2 separate regions of the Gossypium arboreum genome follow, and region 2 is linked to region 1. The links are chromatin contacts, called in public Hi-C maps. All regions are on one chromosome and are shown on one strand. Each heading gives the region's core, a stretch centred on a gene start, on an enhancer-like site or on the middle of the called end of the contact. The rest is flanking DNA. Distances are from core to core; before and after follow the strand shown.

Region 1 (6,938 bases), core at 2,160-4,659:
TTCGGTGTTGGGACAATTCATCCTACAAGAACAGCTCTCTTCATCCTACAAGGACCAAGACACTGCCTATCTATCCATCACCACCCTGTCTTTACAAGTTACAATTTGAAAATACAATTGACTTGTTTGATAAAATTATTACTTTACACTATTTGTATTAATGTATTTGATTAAATTAGTGTCATTAATCAGGTTTAAATTCAGTTGTAAAATTATCAAAAGTTCATTCTTTTTATTAAGTAACAGATATTATTTTGAGGGTATATAAGTCTTTCTAATATTTCGATGGATCATAAAAATACATATACATGGTAGAAACCATGGGACTTAAGCACAAAACATCCTCAATGTTATCATTTCAACCAAAGCTACATTTAATTTTTATATCAATTTTTTATAAATTTGTTGCATAATTTTTTTACTCATATTGTAAGTGTATCGTAATCTAGTGTATGTATATATATGTATATATATATATATATAATAATCTTATTATAGGTTTTGTTGCTGTCTGAGGGACGTTGGTTCGAGTGAGCTGAAGTGCATTATCCTCTTATTTATGGGCTGGAGAGGGACTATTGGTAGTTTTAAGCATTGTGTCAAAAAGATCAATTATGATCATAGGCTATAATGAGATTATTTTAAAAAAAGTACACAAGAGAAAACAAACATCCCACACACTAAACAAAAAAATAAATTATCCACAAGATTATTTAAAAGATATTACAATAAGATCATCTCAATCTAAATATATAAAACCGAAGTTTAATAAATAAAACATATGCATATAGTTGTGATTGTGAAGCTTTTAAAAATTGTCTTTTTTTTCTTTAATTTGTTTGTTATATAATTTTTTTCTTTTTTTATTTATTAATTTTGGTACTCTAAATTTTAAAGTTTCTCATTTACCTTGTTTAAATTTGGTTAGTAAAAAATTTAATGTGGATCCTTGGTTTTTCTGCTGCAGGTGGTGTGCTGCGTAACAATAAAGGGGAGTGGATCCTTGATTTTTCTCACTTCTTGGGGAAATGTTCTGTCGCGACTACTGAACTATGGGGCTTGCTAGATGGTTTGCTCATCGCTCAAAAACAAGACTATAATGAGGTAATCATTCGTTCAGATAATCTTGAGAATGTGATCTTGATTAGTGGAAGCAAGGCTGGTGGTTCTAATAATGCACTTATTAAGAGGATACAACAAATTTTGGCTTCGGAAGAAAATTGGTTCTTGACTTATGTTCCTAGAGAAACCGATCGGGTTGCTGATGTTTTGGCTAAAATATCCCTATCAAATGGTTCCTCCCTGCGTATCTTCGAGTCTCCTCCTTCCAGGATAAAAGATATTTTGTAGAATGATAATTTTGTTGATAACTCTCTCATGAATCATTTTATGTAATCAATTGTTTTGTTTACCAAAAAAAAATTATGTTGGTTAAAATAATAATTTTATCTATTTTTAACATTATTCATTCACCTATCGGTGCAACCAGAATTTGTTAGAATGAACCAGTGCAATCATCACAAGCCAAAATTTACACCAATGTAAAAAATAGAATCGGTCGTTTCGATTTATTACTGAAATGGTGCGGACCAACTAATGCAACCGAAACCGACTACATTGTTCGGCAAACCTCACGCTAGAAAATTACTAAAAACATATTGGACAAAATAAAAACCACAAAAAAAATGTTACAGAAACCGCAACCAGTAACTTACTCGAAGACCGATGTTGTACATAAAACAAAATTTTAATTTGAAAAAAATTGAGTAGATAAGTTTTTCTACGAAAAGAAAAGGAGAATAAGACTAAATGATTTCAAATTTAAGTAATTTAGATTTGATATTAAAATTATTTGAATTTCAAACTTTGAATTTAAGATATTTCAAATCTAACTTCTTATTATTTTTTAAATCAAATGAGATTAAAATTAAATTCAGTAAAGCATTTGAATGCTTCCTTTTGACACTTTTTTTCTTTTGGATTTTAAGTCTTATAATCCCTATTGTAATTCTCTAATCAAGTTTATTTTTATTGATTAAGTTTAGATTATTCATATGAAAATTGTAATAAATTAGGAAAATGATGATAATATATGTTTTGAAAAACCATATAAAATACAAAAGATCATATTAATTAAACCATGTTGTTATATATACTGTAGTTGAATATTTAATTGAAATTAAAAAACAAATTAGTGCAATTAAATTCATGATCAATGTGGAGTTGACAATTTTAGACCACAAGTCACACAAAGGTGTCGTTAATAATTAGGTAAAGATTATCTTTGACTTAAAATAGAAGGTCGTTCCAAAATAATAAATAAATGAAAAACCCAGTTTTGGTAAAACAATGAACATGTGGGCAACTTCATTGCCTCATATTCTAAATTATTATACTAAGCATTAAACAATTGGAGTCCTTCCTCAGCTTCAACTATCGGCTTTTGCCACTTGCCATTCTGTCCTATGGCCCCGCCTATATGAATATGCATGTTTTATTTTTTATAATCAAGGAATCTTTTGCTTCCGGTTTATAATCTATGAATATTAATCTTTTCCATATTTATGTACAATATTGATTTTTAATAAAAACTAAACTGGGAAATTTTTTTGAAGCGCTTGAAAGTTTAATTTTTATAATTTTTCTATTATCAGTTTATAACGTTATAATTTCAAGAGGGACTAATTACAATCTCGGTTGAAATGTAATTTTACTAATTCAGAGGGACTAAAACACCCCATTTTAAGAGGTCGAAGGCCTTAGCTTCCCCTCTAAATTTGCCTCCGGCTTTTGGTATGGTTTTTGAATCAATTTAGACAAGCCGATCAATCTAGGAATCAGTCCATTGAGGGGCACTAAATTAATTGCCCTGCGAATTAATACGGGCCAATTGAACTTACTTTTTTTAATATTTTTTAATAAATTTTAGTGATTTATTTTACTAAACCCTAAACATTTATAGGGAATATGCATTTATCGGTTGGTAGATTTAATAGATTATAATTAGTTCTATTCAAATTTGGTTTGTATCTATTGAAAAATTAAAAATTATGCTTAAAAAAGTGTTTAATTATACTCCATTCTTTATACTCTTTATAATATTTTTAATTTAATATTTTTAATCGATTTCTTCTGTTAAGTTTAAATATATGTTATCAATTAGATTTTAATTTTTAATATTAAAATACTACATATTCAAAATCTAACTGAAATTGTTATCATAGTAATCAATTGGATTTTCATTTTCAAATCAATCAAACAAGTGACTAAATTATTAAAAATAAAAACAAAGGACTAGATTTCAAAATTCAAAAACTATAGATGCTAAAAATAAAATTAAACCTTTCCAAGCCATGTTTTTTGTGATTACAACAATTCACATATCTATTATATGATTGAACTGTAAATATACCATGGAACTTTCTACATTTAAATCCTAATTTTTCCATTATCATCATCTTCTTCTTCTTCTTTTTATCTAGTGCATTATTTTTTTTTCTTAGGGGTCCATTTTTTCACCTACTTCGCACACTCTTTTGCTTTATCTAGTTTTTCAATTTTGTTTTTGAAATTCTAAGTCATTTTCTTTATATAACCCTCTCTTCTTATTCTTCTTATCAATCCTTTTAGCAAACAACTTTGAAAGAATATATTCTCATGGTTGCTTTTTGATTTCAAGAACCAACAATCAACCATTCTTTTTCTGCACCATGAACAACCATTTTATTCTTTCTTTCTTTTTTTTAATAAAATAAATATTCTTTTTTCACTTTCACTAGAAAATCATAACATGTAATAGGTGGTAGTAGAATGAAACCCTTCTTTGAATTTTAATCTCCTTGTTAGCTTTCTCTTCTTCTTGCTTGGTGACTATGGAAACTAGGGTTCTTGATGGTATAATCAATAGGTTGCTTGAAGTTAGAGGAAAACCAGGGAAGCAAGTCCAACTTTCTGAGCCTGAAATAAGACAGCTTTGCCTTGTTTCTAAAGACATCTTCTTGATGCAGCCCATTTTCTTAGAGCTTGAAGCACCTATTAAGATCTGTGGTATCTCTTTTTCTTTTTACTCTGTTTTTTTCTTCATTTTAATTTTCATTTCTATGTTGATTTTGATCCTTTTTTAGATGGGTTGCTTATAGTTTGTGTTTGAACATGGAAAGTACTTGTCTTTTTGGTGCGTCTTGCTGTGTGTTCACTGAAATGTTCTAAATTAGACACCCTATAACCTGTTTGTTTTCTACTACACCTTTTAAAGGTGACTGCATGAACCAGTTAAACTAAATTTGAGTATCTATGTCTTAAAGGAGACATACATGGCCAGTATTCGGATCTGTTAAGGCTGTTCGAAAATGGCGGCTTCCCTCCTCGTGCCAATTACTTATTCTTAGGAGACTATGTAGATCGTGGCAAGCAAAGCCTGGAAACCATATGTCTTCTCCTTGCATACAAGATCAAATACCCTGAAAACTTCTTCCTTCTAAGGGGCAACCACGAATGCGCGTCCGTGAACCGCATCTACGGATTCTACGACGAGTGTAAACGAAGGTTCAATGTCCGGCTCTGGAAAGCATTCACCGATTGTTTCAACTGCCTTCCCGTCGCGGCCCTGATCGAAGAAAAGATATTCTGCATGCACGGTGGACTGTCCCCAGAGCTTCGCAATTTAGACCAGATTCGAAACTTGAAACGGCCTACTGATGTCCCAGAATCCGGCTTACTATGTGATCTCCTATGGTCTGATCCTAGTAAAGATATCCAAGGCTGGGGGCCTAATGATAGGGGTGTTTCATACATATTTGGTGCTGATAGGGTGCTTGATTGTCTAAAAAAACTTGATCTTGATCTAATATGCCGTGCACACCAGGTTCAATAATGCAGCTCACATCAAATTTATTCAGTATAAACTCGTATAGTCTCTCGCTAAACTGAATCTATATGGTTGTTTGCTTGCAGGTTGTCGAAGACGGATACGAGTTCTTCGCCAACAGGCAACTCGTAACCATATTTTCAGCACCGAATTATTGCGGAGAGTTCGACAATGCTGCCGCCATGATGACTGTAGATGAAACATTGATGTGTTCTTTCCAAATATTAAAGCCTGCAGATAAGAAACCGAAATTCGGGTTCGGGACATTCACATCAACTAAGTCTCCTACACCTCCATCTAGAATCAAGGTATACATAAATTAACGTACTCGTGTCAGATACATATTATATCCGAAATCAATAGTGTCCTTACTTTGTTCTTTGAATCTTTGTTTTGGCAGTCATTTCTTGGAGCCATGGTATAATGATCGCTACAATTGGATATGGGAAGAATTGCAAAGTAAAAACTGGAAATCTGGTGATTTCTAGGAGCATTTTTATGATTGGTATAAGGTAAATTTGAAGTAGTTTTTTTTTTTTTTTTTCAGCGTATTGACCCTTTTGTAAAATAATAGTTTAACAGAGTCCCCCTCTGTTCCTCTTCTTTCATCTCTGTATTTAAGCTTTTGGGTTTTTGTATTGTAATCAATGAATGAAAATGAAAAGAGGCATTGGTGACTATTTGCAGCAGTTAGTAAATCCATAAGCTTCTTGATCTTTTTGTCTCTATATTTTGATTTAGTTAATCTTTTTCAAATTTTGAAAATTTAGTCTTTAACTCAAATGGTAGCATTTAAATAAGTTAGATCAAATTTTACTATTTGTCTCATACTATATATAAATTGGAGATTTAGTCTTTGTTCTCTAAATTTATTATTTTTTATTTTTATACTTTTTCGAATTTTAAAATTTTAGTCCTGATTCAAACGATCATTGTTAAATTCGTTAACTAAAATGATGTGGCTTTTATATGAGAATTATGTAAAAATAGCAATATGGCATGGCATTACACATGTGATGATATATATTTGTCGAATAAGATTTTGAAAATAGTAGAATTTAGGGATAATATATGCAGAGGTACCTAAATTTAATAACTTGTACTTACTTGGTACCTAAACTTGGAAACCGTAAGTCAGTTTGATATTTTTTTAGGTATCTGACTAACATGGTTAAAAAAGTTGGTGTGGCACTTAACCAATAATACAGTAACACATAATAACCTCACATTTTTACATGTGACAACTTTTCTAAAAGAAACTAAACTTCAATTTTTTTTTGCACATGTTAAATTGTGAGACTGACACGTGTTATCATATTATTGGTCATTTGTGTCATGTCAACATATTTTAACGGTATTAGTTAGGTCACTAAAAAAAGTATGAACTCGGATTGCGATTTTCAAGTTTAGGTCAAACAAAAAGTTTAGGTAGCAAATAAATACAAGTTGCCAAATCCAGGTACCTCAGGATATATTAATCTTAAAATTTAACTTAAAGAATTAATGTCTCTCTTTTGATAAAAGCTGAAATTTCAAATTCGAAAAATACAATAACTAAAAAAAAGGTTGAAAATAGAGTGTAGGGACTAAATTAATAAGAATCAGACGAATAAAAGCATTGAATATGTGTAAATAATGAACACTTTCTTTTCCATTGTGCATTTGGAATGAGTAAGAGGGAACACGAATAAGACTAAATAGCAAGAAAGGGGCAGGCAATTTGGCTGCACTTTCGTTTTCAAGTACATCAATTATTTCTACTAGTGGTTTGATCGAATATCATGATGTCTTGGTCATTCTCATTACCTACTTTTGCTGCTTGATTAACCAATTTGTCTGAATATCAAAGCACAATTTGTTGTTAGTTTATACCATTCATAAATTAGGGTAAACTTCACTCAAGGTCACTAAACTATTTATAAGTTTATGTTATGGTTATTAAATTTTAAAAAGTTACAAATTAATTACTGAACTATTTGAAAACTTTCATTTAAGTCACTAGGTTGTTAAAATTGTTGTTATATAATTTAGTTTATTTTTCACGAAATAGTTTGAATGTCATGAATCTACG
Region 2 (6,938 bases), core at 1,253-3,752, 260 kb before region 1:
ATCACTCAATTATTAATTTTTTTATTTAGTCAATAAAATTTTTGAAATTAATTGTTTTAGTCACTGTAAGATGATATGGGCATTTTTATTAGCCCAGTAACAAAATTAACCCTCTAATGTAAATTACACATTCTATCAATTTGATCCTAAATATAAAAAATGCAACAAATTTAGCCCTCGGTGTTTACAAAATTTTTCATTTTAGTTCTAATTCTAAAAAATTAATAAAATGTTTCCTCAATATTTTAAAAGTTATCAATTTAGTCCTAATTTTAAAATTAAAAAATTATTTTTAGCAATTTATAACCCATCAAATAGTCCACATGAAATATTAAAATAAAAAATCCTTTTTCAAGTCGCTTGAAACAATTTTTAACTATAATTTAAATTCACACTAAACCAAACCAATTAATTTGAAATCTATAAGAAATAATTGCTAACTTGAGATCCAATATTTAATAATTTCTTACAAAGTGATAACATTAAATTGGCTATTACTAACTTTATAAATACTTGGCCAATCCGATGGTTGTAATTCGCTGATCAAATTGGGAATCAACCACATCCAAAAGCATATAATAATCGCTTCACCAACAAAAATATTATAAGAAAAGAATTAAATATGAATTTCATTTTTTAAAATTAAAACGGAAAAAGAAAATTTGCACATGCAACAGCTGTTGATGAGAGAAGCTGTTTTACCTGCTTGTCAGTCTGGATATTATTATTATTATTATTTAAAAAATTACTGTTTTTTTTTTAAATAAAACAAAATTTCCTTCTTCTTTTTTTAATTCAAATTGTTTGCTTGTTTGGGTTTTGTTGTTGACTCTCTTGTAGGATTTGTAATTATATATATTTTTCAGTTTAAGTTGACCATTATCTTCCACATGAAAATGGTAATTACTTGTATACTTTTATATTGATTATCGCTTCAGTCACTTTTGCAAGTATATCGATTGGGGTGATTTTGAGTTGTTGGAGCTTGAATTTTGAAACACATTCTGATATTTAAATTAAATGAAAAACAACGCTGAACTCAAAATCTTAAATTACATGAAAGTATATGAAAGTTTAATCATTTATTACTCATGATTGGTGGAGGCTGATATCCTTCCTATGATAGAGTTGCTCGTATGGTCTTTTTGTTGATTTCAGTATTACTGTAAATGCTCGTGGTTATTATGTTTAGGTTTAATGATTATTTTTTAAATTTAATATTTTTGTAGAAAAAAATTGGGATATCTTGATATAATAATTGGATAATCATTAATATCATGTTTATTACTTGTATACATTTATTTATTATTTTCTTTTATAGTCTTCATATTTCATGATTGGAAAAAGAAGAAAAAAATAAAAAAACATGTATAACACGAATTTCTTGGTTAATAAAATGATCTTGTATGAGTGAGATGAAATGAGATACTTCTGTAAGATATAAATTGCTTAGAAAAAAAAACATTTTCCAAATGTTTAAACAAAATTAAAAGTAGAAAAAATAAACCTTAATTGAAGAGATGGGCTCTTTTAGGGATGGAGTCATGAAATTTTAAATTGTATATTTTATAATAGTAAAATATTATTTTATTATTTTAATATTTATATCTTTATAATTTTAAAAGATTAAATTAAATTTTATTATTTTTAAGGACTAAAATATAATTTTACTTTTACTAATTTAAATTTTTATAAATTTTAAAGGAGTCTAAATAAAAAACTTTCCTGAGGCCCTACGAAACCCTGGCTACACTTCTAATTTCTTTTTGAAAAAATATTTATTCAAAATTATTTCAAAAATAAATCAAATTTTTCAAAAGAAAAGAAAATAAGATATAAATGACATAGAATTGCCATGACTCGATATTTAATAGTAATATAAAATGGTTTAAAATGTGAAATTTTGATAAATAAAACTAAAATTATTCTATAACTTCTATTTTTAAAAATTTGAAGTCAAACTTTAAAATAAAAAAATAAAAGATAGAAAATTTTTATTAATTTTTAACTTATAAATATTGCAATTTAGATATTGATAGACGATGTATTTTTTAAATATTAATTGATTATAGGTTTTATTATTATTTTTATATAATGTCTAAAACTATGTATAATCTCTTCTCAACCTTTAAATAGGACGATAATATATTTTAGCGCATTCAAACTCACATTCTCCTGCATTTATAACAATGCTGATACCAATCGAGTTAAAACTCAATCGGCTTAATAGATAATATTTTTAAGGGCAAATTTAGAAGTAAAAATATTATTATAGTCTTTATATTATATCTCATATTGCATTTTAATTATTCTACTAAAAATAGACAAATCGATTCTTGTAAGGTACAAGAAAAGTCAAAATAGTATTTTGAAGGTCAAATTTGTTGTCATGCATTATATGTGAATTACCAATTTAACGAAATTGATGCTTATGCCAAGACAGTTAGAAAACAGCAAACCACAAAGTGACATGTGTACAAGAAAGGGCCAAATTTTGATGTATCAGATCACGTGAGAGCTCACGCTGGATTATGAAATCACGTGAGGTTCTGAGCTGGGAATCAATAAGAAATGTAAACAATTTTCACCATTATTTCTTTTCAACAAAAACAAATAAAATAAAATAAAATAAAATAAATACTGCAAAGAAAGAAATACGTTTTAAACATTGACTACACAAGGACTATCACGTGTTGTCACGTGCTTCTAGAACCGACTATTGCCACTTTCATTTTGAAGCACCTTCTTTCGGTCAAGCCAGTCAAAAGCTGAGAATGGACCATTTTTTGGATCCTTAAATTATTTTTCCTATAAAAATAATTATAAAAAATGTTATCATAAAAAAAATCAAATTAAAAATGTTACCCATTTTGTTAAGATAAAAAAATTATTGTTACATATAAAATTTTAATTTAATTTGTATGAATATTATTTTAATATATGAGAATATGAATTTGAGTATGTTAAAATGTATTATTCTCAAACACCACCATTAACGTATCTCCAACTATCAACGTCGGTATTCTAACACTAACAAGATGATAGAATTTGACTAATGTTAATAGATATGTAATCTAGAGAGAAATAATATGTTTGCTATCATATTTTGATTGAGATATTCTTTCTTATAATAAACTATGTTAATCTCATATAGGGTCAACATTTTTATTGAAAAGGTCTGTCCTTAAATTAAATTAATTTCATAATCTCACCTCTATAGCTAAATGGTACAATAGGTCTACATAGATTTTTTTTAAATATTAATTACATGTACGATTTTAATCACAAATATATAAATAACACATTTAAATAATTGTCATTAGACTTAACTATTATAAAATATTATTGAATTAATAATTAAAATATATTTAAGCTTAAATCAAAATAAATTTATATATGAACACACATAGTTAAATTTAAAGGTTTAGAGTAAAATAGTGAAAATAGTTGAACATGAGATTTTTTTTTATCAATAAAGGAACTACATATTGTTGAAATAACTTAAAGCATTGTTCAAATACATAGCACCTTCCTGCATATCAATAGTTAAAAGGGATTATTTAAACAGCTAGGAGGATTCATACATAAATAAAATTAAACATTGAATTGAGATGAGTCGGGTTGAAAATTACTTTCAAGTTAAGCTAAAGCATTGCATTTGTCACTTTCTCAAAAATCATGTTTGACAGGTACGACTTTGGGGTTTGTTTGGAGGTGCGATTGCCCAGGGCTTAAGGCTAAAAGGGATTTAAGATTTTTTTTTTTTTTTACTTTTAAAAGTAAAAAAAAAGTTACCAACTTTTAAGGGCCCAAAAATAAAATTTAGCTTTTAAAGGCTTAAAATTTTTTTTTTACCAACTTTTAAGGGACCTAAAAAAACTTTTCTTCAAACTTTTAAGGAGTCTAAAACTCTATTTTATTATTTTGCCTAAGATGCAAAACTATCAAGAACGGGCTTGATGTTTGAGCAAATTAAAAGTCATATTGTAAAAAAACATCCTGCACTTATCAATCAAAGGAGATAAGATAATGTTAAAAGTATCCACAAGAATAATGGAAGTGGCATCCACTTCTATTTCAAGATTGTTTATATTCAAATTTCTAGCCACTAGCCGTTAAAAGATAGTCTCGTCACCAGAATGATTTCTAATGAGAGCTCTAGCCTCGGCTCTCCCAGGATTACCCAAAGACAAACCATCAATATTAAGTTTAAACTAATCCACTGTAGGTGATTTCTGAAAATTTTGAATAAAAGAAAGTAGCTCTCTCTAACTCACTGCAATAGAAAGGGCAAAAAACTTTCTAGCCGTAAAGAAAACTCTATCAAAAAGATGTTTCTTAAGGTGGTCATTTCTGAAAATCAACACGTTTTGAATAAGCCAAGTCTCCCATAAGATGAAAGCAAAAATGACATTCCAAGAGATTTCAAGGTTTAATGACCCGAACTTTGGAAGAGAGATCTACAACAAGCCAATCCTCCCAATTACCTCCAGTAGAGAGGGGATTTGGGCAGAAGAGTGAATAGAGCACCCGGAGCTGCAAGTAACTTGACATTCTCTTGGGCATTTAAACGTAGGAGTCCTTTTTATAGACTTAACTATTTGTTATAAGTTGAATTCTTATATAAAATTATTTTTTTACTAAATATTATATCTTTACATAACACAATTATTGGACTCACATTTTATTTATTCGTTAAATCATTAAAAATATATTATTTTATATTATTTATTTTGAAAGTAATGCGAATCGAATAAATCAATATCACTATAAACAAACATAATTAATGATTGACTTGTTTAAGCTTGATGGCCTGCTTAAAATTTAGAAGGGTTTAGTAAAAGAATACTATGCTCTAAAAATATACTTAGAGAAAAAAAATAAGACTGCGTTTAAAAAATGGGCTAGGATCAAACTTGTATATTCAAGGACTAAGCCTGACCCAATTTGACCCGTTTTCTAATTTTGTAATATATAATATAATGAGATTTACAAGACAAAAACCAATAAATCCATAATAATATATAATATTATAATGTAAACATTAGAAAACAATATTTTAAATAAAAATAAAATTAATGTAAATAAAAAATAATGGAAATATTTTTAAAAATATATAAAATTATTATATTTTAAATTAAAAATAATAGAAATATATATTTTTAAATAAAAGAATAATTAAAACAATTAATTTTTTGGGTTCATTGTGAAATTCAGAATTGATAGCCCAATGCAACCCATCCCACAATCAAATCCAAAACAGCTAAGGCTTTGTTCCTACTTTTCAGTCCATGTTGCCATGGATTTTGCATTGGGCCTGCTTTTGGGACTACACATTAATTAATTTCACTCTTTAACCATATGCAATTTCCCCTTATTTTTCACGGTAATTATTTGGTAAAGAGACGGTGAAAAGTTTATAATTTAAGTAAGATTGAAATTTTGTGATAGATCTTATTTATTTTTTAAAAAAAATTAAAATAGAATTTAAGGATATATGATAAAATCTCAATCCTGTTTGTGGAGTTAAAATTTTCCATTGCCTAAAGGTGTAAATGAGAAACAGGCACCCACAAATTATTAAGTGTAAATAGATCTGTTCATTTTATTTAAAATTATTAAGTGTCAAATGTAAGAGTAAATTCAAATTTTTATATTGAAATGATGGAAATAAAATTATAAAATTGTGAGGTAACTAAATTTAAAAATAAAATTATAGTGAAAGGTTCAAAATGCATTATTAACTTGTTGTGCAAAAAGAAATATAATTTTATTGTTTAACTAAAAGAGAAACCAACACCATCAAAACTAGTATAACATTTATATAAAAACCCTTCATGTAAAAGAATTTACAAGTTAAGCTACTTTAATTAGTGATGTAAAAATATTGTTAGTAAAAGTAAGTGTATACAAATAGACCTGATTAAGGGTTGGATTATTCATTCAAATATAAAATTTTATAAAAAATTTGAAAGGATTTAGGAAAAAAATATTAAGTAAAAAAATGAGTTTGAGGAAAAAATTAGACCTACTTAAAATAGATGTGGTAATTTATTTGATCTTCGAACTTTATAAAAAAAGACTCATGTTAGCTGTCCATATAAATTTTTTCATTTTTTAGCACTGGAACTTTCATTGTTTGTCAAATCACTCTAAAATTGATTGATAAGTTAACGTTTGCTAACTTTGCATCAACGATTAATTATTTTTTAAAAAATTAATAAAATATTTTTTAAACTTTTAAAATAATTTTGTTTTTGTTTCCTTCAAGACTAGTGTTGTCGATCTACTGTTGTTTTTGACTTCTGTTTGAGATGTTGGCTTTTGAGCTCTTTTTATGATCATGGTGTTGTCCTTGTGGGGGAGTAGGGTATTGACAAATTCATGATGTTTTTGTTTTGTTTTAAGCTTAGTCCAACCTGATTCTTTTCATACTCTTGTTTATTAAAATCTTTTTTTCCTGCTATATTTTATGTATAGTAGTAGAAACATTGTAGAAGTTTATTAGTAAGTTTATGTTTTTGTTATTCAATTTTAAAAAGTTATAAAATAGTCACAGAATTATTTGAAAATTTTCATTTAAGTCACTAGGTTCTTAAAATCGTTATTGTATGGCATTCTTCGTTTGCACCAATTAAAACCTCTCATTTTCTTTCTCTTATACAATTTAATATTTTTTTTATGAATCAATTTTGAACGTCACGAATTTGTGAACTAAAATCTAAAACAGTTTTCGTCCCCTATCTTCGACATTGACTGTTAGATTAACTTGGTTCTGAGTTATGTTCTTCTACTCATCAATGAGTATTGATCCATTGTATAGTCCAGTGGCTTAAGTGAAAACTTTCGAATAGTTTAATCGTTATTCTGTAACCTTTTGAAGTTAGGTGACCAAAATATAAATTTACTAATAGTTTAATGAACTTAGGTGTAATTTA

The links. Hi-C and Micro-C count contacts between places; a contact is called where the count stands out from the background.
Region 2: a Hi-C map of leaf shows a contact between it and region 1, with 2.2 times the contacts expected there. The contact joins the enhancer-like site here to the promoter of LOC108474824 in region 1. A contact is called at or near these places in 2 of 5 Hi-C or Micro-C datasets (both in leaf).

The regions. Positions count from the first base shown.
Region 1 is chr3:133,897,553-133,904,490 of ASM2569848v2, reverse strand. It overlaps LOC108474824 (serine/threonine-protein phosphatase PP1 isozyme 2-like), which reads left to right and starts at 3,409. Exons shown (of 4, transcript XM_017776847.2): 1 at 3,409-4,047; 2 at 4,305-4,864; 3 at 4,954-5,175; 4 at 5,268-5,565. The coding sequence starts at 3,873. The coding sequence ends at 5,291.
Region 2 is chr3:134,151,980-134,158,917 of ASM2569848v2, reverse strand. No RefSeq gene overlaps it. Among protein-coding and RNA genes, the nearest start is that of LOC108475483, 7.9 kb to the left of the region's middle. Within about 2 kb of position 2,502, at least 1 of the 2 cell types and tissues checked has an H3K27ac peak or open chromatin away from gene starts, as enhancers often do. A contact at or near this core is called in leaf, where this site is marked.